Linked DNA regions of Zea mays: region 2 is linked to region 1. A link is a contact called in public Hi-C data. All regions are on one chromosome and are shown on one strand. Each heading gives the region's core, a stretch centred on a gene start, on an enhancer-like site or on the middle of the called end of the contact. The rest is flanking DNA. Distances are from core to core; before and after follow the strand shown. Region 1 holds the start of LOC100283254. Region 2 holds the start of LOC100276554.

The links. Hi-C and Micro-C count contacts between places; a contact is called where the count stands out from the background.
Region 2: a contact with region 1 is called in a Hi-C map of ear, with 4 times the contacts expected there. The contact joins the promoter of LOC100276554 here to the promoter of LOC100283254 in region 1. A contact is called at or near these places in 6 of 25 Hi-C or Micro-C datasets (bundle sheath, ear, endosperm and 3 more).

What each region holds. Positions count from the first base shown.
Region 1 is chr10:86,471,925-86,475,761 of Zm-B73-REFERENCE-NAM-5.0, reverse strand. It overlaps LOC100283254, which reads left to right and starts at 2,096. Exons shown (of 6, transcript NM_001156156.2): 1 at 2,096-2,330; 2 at 3,339-3,588. The coding sequence starts at 3,346. LOC109943006 reads right to left here and starts at 1,590. Exons shown (of 2, transcript XM_020545709.2): 1 at 1,288-1,590; 2 at 1-1,210. The coding sequence starts at 1,529. The coding sequence ends at 145.
Region 2 is chr10:86,881,049-86,884,885 of Zm-B73-REFERENCE-NAM-5.0, reverse strand. LOC100276554 reads right to left here and starts at 1,730. Exons shown (of 4, transcript NM_001150315.3): 1 at 1,518-1,730; 2 at 1-289. The coding sequence starts at 135. LOC103641341 (a long non-coding RNA gene) reads right to left here. Exons shown (of 4, transcript XR_560258.2): 2 at 3,791-3,837; 3 at 3,543-3,694; 4 at 3,392-3,429.

The sequences.
Region 1 (3,837 bases), core at 847-3,346:
CAGAGGCATTACACTTAGAAGGAACTATCACTTCTCTACCAGGTTCATACATACCACCTACGACATCTAGTCCTGGTACACAACGTTGACTTCATAATTGAAAGTGAACAACATTGGTGTAGCACATCCTTTGGAAACAAGGCATCAACCCATGGAGCCTCGACGAGCCCACAGGTGTTCTATGAGGTTGTGCTGTAAAGACAAGTAAGTTGCCTGACATGTGATGTCCTGGTCGGGATCGTTTGGTAACTCTGAGCGGATATGATTGTGAAGCCACTCGTTGCGGACCTCAGGAGTATTGTTACACGGCTCTGGTGGCCCAGAGGGGCCAATGAAGTCCACATTTGCTGCACCATCTCCTTCGTCCTCGACAATCATGTTGTGCATAATAATGCAAGCAGTCATCATGTCTGCAAGGTGATTACGATCCCAACCATAAGCGGGTCCACGTAGAACAGCCCACCTTGCCTGCAAAACTCCAAATGCTCGCTCAATGTCTTTTCGACAACTCTCTTGCTTGGTTGTAAAGTGAACCTTTTTTTCCTCAAATGCGTGGCATTTAGCTTTTACAAAGGTAGGCCAATTTGGATATATGCCATCTGCTAAGTAGTATCCGAAATTGTAAGTGGTCCCATTAATAGTGAAGTGCACTGGTGGCATCGTCCCATTACGTAACGGATCAAACACAGGTGACCGATGAAGCACGTTCAGATCATTGTTGGTACCAGGCATTCCAAAGAAGGCATGCCAAATCCACAAATCGTACCCAGCGACTGCCTCTAGTATCATTGTTGGTCTCGAATTGCGCCCACAAAACTGTCCGCGCCATGCAGTAGGACAGTTGCGCCATTCCCAATGCATACAATCGATAGAGCCTAGCATACCCGGAAACCCCCTGTCGGCGTTTACACGTAGTATGCGAGCAATGTCGTCGTGGTTAGGGATACGAAGGTATCGTTCGCTAAAGCAAGAGATGATTGCGCGACAAAAACGGATAAGGCAGTCCCTAGCGGTAGTCTGTCCAATCTGTATGTACTCATCTACCGCATCGGTTGGTAACCCATACGCAAGGATACGCAATGCAGCACAAACCTTTTGCAATGGACCAAGCCCTGCTAAACCGGTTGCATCACAACGAATAGTGAAGTATTCGTCTTCTCGCTGAACGGCACGAAGGATACGTAGGAACAAAGGACGATGCATCCGAAACCTGTACACGATAATAAAGCAAAAAATTAACAAAACAAACGTAGAAATGAAAGTAAAATCATAACTTACGAAATGTACCTTCGGCGAAAGACATGTGATGGATACACAGGATTAGGTCCGAAGTAGTGATGTTTGATGAGATTTTCTCCAGCAGCGTGGTTCCTATGGATAACTCGGCGAGGCAATGAGGAGCGCCTACGCCGCGTGCTCGTGTCTCCTACTACAAGGTGCTCAACATGTTGGGCTAGCAAGAAGGTATCGATCTCATCGTCGGAATCGTCGGATGACGAGGAGAACACAAGGCTTTTCAGTGACTCCATGACGACCTAAACTACGAGTCGTACTACGGACTTGTTAAGGAATGGCGGATGATATAGAAGAGGTGAGTGTGTAGATGAATGGAGCATGTGCCCAGGGTACCTTATTTATAGGTGCCCTAGGTGTGTGAAGGAAGCCAGACGGTCGTGGCTTCCGGTACAAGCCAGTCGTGTCGTGCAAGCCAGTCGTGTCGTGTACTAGAAGAATGAAAATTTGTATTTCTTAAAAACATAAAATCGTACCGTATTTATACTAACGTATGAATAGTAATTATTAAGTTCACTAATTACATGTCGACCAAAATTCGCCCGTGTACTAAGCAAATAATAAATAATAACAATTTAAAGATTTCATGGTAGTTGAGTTAGTTGATGAGGAAAATATATAATATTGGTGTGGTGGGGTATAGAGGATTGTTATAGGGGGAACCGCTGTAGAGCGTGGATATATAGGGGGAGAGAGATTGCTGACGTGGCACGTGAGTGAGATATAGTGGGACAAATTTAGGGGGAACCGCTGAAGACAGTCTCAGCAGCAGCAGCAGCTGCTGCCTGCTGCTGTCTAGTCCATCTTCATCCTCCCCATCGCCCGACTGGATTTCTCCCCCGAATTCGCACCTCCCCCCTCACTTCGCTGTGTCTCATCAACGCCGGCATCACCGCGAGGACTGGGCCAGCTCTCCCTCCCTTTCTCCTCCCTCCGCCTTCATTGCTGACGGCGACGACTGGGCGAGCTCTACCGCCGCTCTGCGCTAGGTGCCCAGGTCTTCCTCGGGCACTTCACCGGCGACGAGCACCCATCAGGTGTGCCCACCCCCTTCCTTTCTCTTCCTGATATGCGAAACTGAGCGCTCAAACCCTAATGTAAGCTAGTATCTGGTTATTTGTATTTGGATCTCATCCGATTACAAAGTATATACATGTATTATGCCTACTAACTAAAGGTTCTTCCGCACCAAAAAAATAAATAAATAAATAAATCGGGTGTACATGTTCCAACCCCTGGTGTCAAACAGCCTACCTCGCAGTTATGGCATCTGTAGCGTCACAACCAGCTGCAGATATTTCTCTGGTCACATGTGGAGTAGAATGTACAATTGGGGGCATGGAGGGAAGTGGGCAGTCCACATGCGATCTCCGGCCTATTGGATGGGGGCATTTGGTACACCAGATCAGTAGTAACTGTCGACAAAACCAGTCTATCATGCTGTTGGATTAGGCCGGCGAATGAACCATCCTTATGTCTAGACAGTTAAAGCGCCCCCTCCTCATTTTTGTCAGGCTCGTGTACCATTTTCTGTTCTGGAGTTCAGTATCAGATAAGACGCCTCATACCATGTTCTCGGCTTCTTGCAATAATATGCCATGCACAAATAGTAGGTTCTGTAGCTTTCAGGAGCACACGGTCGCTGCCAATTGGGTGGAAGGACTCAGTAGACTGGATCAGTTAGTATCTGTCAGGGAAGCCCATTTTATCATGCTGTCGTATTCAGCGGGTCTTGTCCTACGTCTAAGAACGAATTATCCTTGCGCTAGAATGCTAGATAAAGAAAGGGTCCTTCCTGATTTTGGTTGGTTTGTGTATCACTTTTCTTTTGGAGTTCCATTATCAGATATGGCACCACATATCATGTTCTGGCAATAAATGTTGTGCACAGATAGTAATTTTGTAACTGTCAGGGGCACGTTTTCATGATATGCCAAATTGAGATCACGTGAGTTTAGGTACTATGTCAGAAAGTGTGAATATTTATTTCATTCCATTAAAAATAACAAGCCAATTGCCTGTAATTTCGGATCGTCTTTTAACAGGAGCGAAATGGACGAGGCTGTTCCTGCTTTGGCTACCGGCCAAGCTTCAACCGACGCCGTGACAGAGCAGCCTGTGAATGTGTACATATGGGACATGGATGAGACACTCATTTTGCTCAAGTCACTTCTGGATGGCTCATATGCTGGGGCTTTTGATGGCCTCAAGGATCATGAGAAAAGTACTGAAATAGGAAAGCGATGGGAGAACCTCATTCTTGAACTCTGTGATGAGCACTTCTTTTATGAGGAGGTCAGTTAGCACCTAAACTCAATACTGCCATAGATGCTAACTACCTACTAGATCATGGACAAATGGTACACCATTTATATTTTCCAGAACTACATACATATCATTATTGTACACAAATTTCTTAGTATTATCCCTTTGGAAGCTACTTTCGGTTTCCTGTAGATGAAATTTTCCATGACATTGTACTTCACATCATTCATCTAGCTTGCCTGCTCATTCACTGCCTATTGTTTCTTTCACTGTTCTGTA
Region 2 (3,837 bases), core at 481-2,980, 410 kb before region 1:
ATCCCTCGGACATCCGTTGGCGCACGCACACACGCAACCACTCTCCAGGTCGTTGCTATGGTTGATCACTGCAGTGCCGTTGCCACTCTCCAGGTCGATCAAGGTGTCCTGGTCGTTCACACACTTAGACTCCATCGGAACCACGAAATAGCTCCAGTACTTGGTCCTAACTCCTAACACATTGATAAGCAAAACCGTGGCCCTCTCTGATATGATACTGGGGGGTCACGAACCAGATTTGCCCTCTGTCGATCAGGAGAGGAGAAATCACCTCTGGAATACTAGCTACCTGCAGAGGAAAAAGTTAGGCAAAAAATTAGGTTACTCAGTCAGTCAAAAGTCTAAACCAGGACACAGGTGCAGCCACAGAAATGGATCAAACAAGAAACATTTTCAAACTTGTCTACCCGAATTGCCAAACCAACATACCGGACCGGTTCCGAGAAAGCCTAACTAACCATGACAAGAAAGCCACACATGTAACAAGAGATAGAAGAGGTGGCACAAAGCGAGAAACCGGGCTGCCTAAGTTAAATTAAGCAGGAAACGCAGGAGGGAAACACGCGAAGTTGGCAACCTTTTTATCCTGATCGAACGCCACAAGCCACGGCCGCACCCTCGTTCTCCCCTCGGTTGCTTACACTTGGCAAGGCGGCGTCTCGCTCCCCTTGTTCTCCGCTTGCTCTCTACTCATCTAGTATTTATTTATTTGTAAGCAAAAAAATGTTCAGCAAAAGCCAAGCAGCTGGCATTGTTTATTGATAAGCACTGGCAACATCTTTTCGCTTGTGGCACCACTGAAAACCCAACTAACCCATTCTCTTTTCGTTGTACGCCAAAGCTAATGAAATGGAAACAATCAAACAAACAAGAACCTCGTTTTGGCAGCCGAAGGAAGTGGTTAGGTGACCAAACAGAAGCAGAAGCGAACGAATTTTGTCGAATTTGCTGGACAGTTGGCAGCTCGAGCGGCGAGGGGGAAGATGGAAGAGGACACGCGGTGTAGAACAAGGCTAGGCAGTAGGTACGGTCTTCGCCGAGCTTATCCGGTCCCGATAATCCGACAAGGGAAGAGACAAGCGCGCAGGCGCGGAAAAGGAGAGCAGCCCGCCGACTCCCCATCCACATCCACATCCACGCGAACTTGGCGGAGGGCGGTTGGAGAGGCGGGGGAGGGGGGGACGCGGCGGAGGAGAAGCCTTGGGTGCATAGATGGATGATGATCCTAGCGGTTAAGGGGGAGAGCTCGCGGGAGCACCGGGATTCCATCAAAGCCGAAGCTTTTCGGCACACTGGCGCACCCGCCTTGGTACGTAGAACAGGAAATAAACAAAAAATCCCTCTCGAACCCGCCTAATTCCCTCAAAAATCACAAATTTTCCGCCTCGGCATGGCACATGAGCAGAGAGCGGCGGAGAAATCCGGACAGAGAGAGAGAGAGAGAGAGAGAGAGAGAGAGAGAGAGAGAGAGAGGGGGGGGAGGCCAGGAGGGTCGTGAGAGCCCACCCTGTACCTACCTACAGAGCTGCAGCGGCGAGGTCAGGTTACCACAGCTAGCCAGCGACGCCCTCCCATGGCGATGCCCGCCGAATCAAGGAACTCCCGGGGCCGCACCGCAGCCGCGAAGAGGACGGAGGGGTTGTGGTGGTGTGGTGTGGGGTCACCGTACGTCCCGGGACTGGGAGCGGTGGGACGGGTTGAGGTGGAAACGGAAGGAAGCATCCAGATTTGCCCGCCTCGGGGGTCACGCGCTATTTAATTCCGCTCCTCGCGCAGGATCCATCGCCGGCCCCGGCCGTCGTCGGCCCGGCGGAACAGTTTTTCCCCTTTTTGCTTGCTTTGCTCTGCCGGCCGTCGGATCGCCAAATGGACTACGAATAATAATAACTAGTGTTTAGCCCGCGCCTGGGCGCGCGTCATCATATATAGCTTAACGATTTTGTGAGTACCCAGATATGTAAAACAAATTTAAACATGATATGAGTATACAATATGTATGCAAGAAATCAAAATATAAGTAGATAATATTGTTTTCCCCTAATAGTTGATACCAGTTGTAGAGTGAAATTAGACTACAATATATACTAAGTAGTATTCAAGCATCATACATCAACACTTAGCAACAATGTGCTTCTAGGTGTTAAGTAAATATGTACAGATCCACAAATAGTCTAATAGTAGGTTCATATATATAGAGAGAGAGAGAGAGGGAAGTATTCATGGTCCAAAAGTGATGATGCTCTTGATAGGGTTCATATTTATAGAGAAGCATTCATTGTCCAAAAGTGATAGTGCTCTTGATAGGTGCCCAATAAGTAAATACCTGTATACAAAGGAGGAAAAAGCATTAGAGTTGTACTAATGTTGCTGCGTAAAAGGGTAAGTGGAATACATTATGTTGACTGTGTATAAATATATTTGCGATATATGAATAAGTTTTGCACATGGTGTTATACCTTCATGAAGTTGATTATGATCTAGGAGCTCTTCTCTTTGGGGTCTGTAAGATCTGGTATTCCTTTGCTACTGTGGCCATGTTTCATTCTATATAATATCATGAATGTTGTATTAGCGTGGAAAATAAGATCTAGCATTTAAAAGAATGATGTTGTTGCTACTGTTATTATGTCCAACTATTTTTTTAATACATACCTTTTCGGTGGCGACGATAACTCTTCATTGCTGAGTTCACTTATGCGCTGGGCATCACCCTGTGATTAAGTGCATAAATTTTATGAATGTACTTTCATATAACAAAGTGGAAACTCATTTTGTCCTGGTTTATTTATTCTGTGGGTATTGATTGTATTAATTTATATCTGGTATTAAAATGTAATGGATATGTAACTTTGTAAGTGTATGGAAAGTAAGTATTTAGTAGTACTAAAGGTACCTCTATGTCATGTGACATATCTGAATATATTAGAACACGTCGTGCCTGTTGAATAGACTTCATCAAGTTGTATGCATGAAAGAATGATACATTTATAATAGATTTTGCATGGCAAGAAAAATAAGAAGTTTTGTACCTCGTTTCTTTCGTTGCTACAGGTAGATAGTTTCGCCATTGATGTTGCTGGAGAGTCTTGTGTGGTTGTAAGGCTAGGTATTTCATCCTGTGTATCCAACTCTTGCTGAGGATGGCTAGGCATGTTAGATGGTATTAAGGCCTGTCTTCCATGGTTTGTTAAAATAGACAGAATAGAGAATACTCTATTTGTGACTGAGTAGGCTGACATATTGATGGTAACTGCAAGGGTAAATTTCAGACACACAATAGCGGCTAGGGCTGCTGGGGGACCCTGAGAAGTTGCAACTGCTGTAACAAGGTTGTCACAAGGTTTTCCTACTATTTTTCTGGCTATGTTATCAAAACAAAAGAACTCTGCCTCACATGTCCCATCAGTAGCAATGAAGCTGAGCTTGTATCTGTCAATTCAAATTATGAGTATTTCAAAGCAGCAATTAAGTTTGTAGTAAAGATAAGACTTTATTAAGATGGAATAAATGGTAGTAAATCAGGTGTGTGTGTTAAGATTTACCTAAAGTTAATATCTGTGCAGCCACATGATGTGCAGTGATATCCAGTTGAAGTTTGAGATGAAGATTTGTGGCACCTTGAGCAAGATGGGTACCACCATTTGCTATTTTGCACAATGCGTGAGATAGTAACAGTGCATCTGTAGCCTTCTGGCTGCAATATAAAAGAGAGAAAAAATGTACCAAGTTAGATAAGCATATTGTCGATGTATTAAATAAGTGAAACATATGAGGATTTAGTTGTAAATACGGGAAACATGTCTGGATCTATGTTGAGCAGCTCTTCAACAGTCTTTT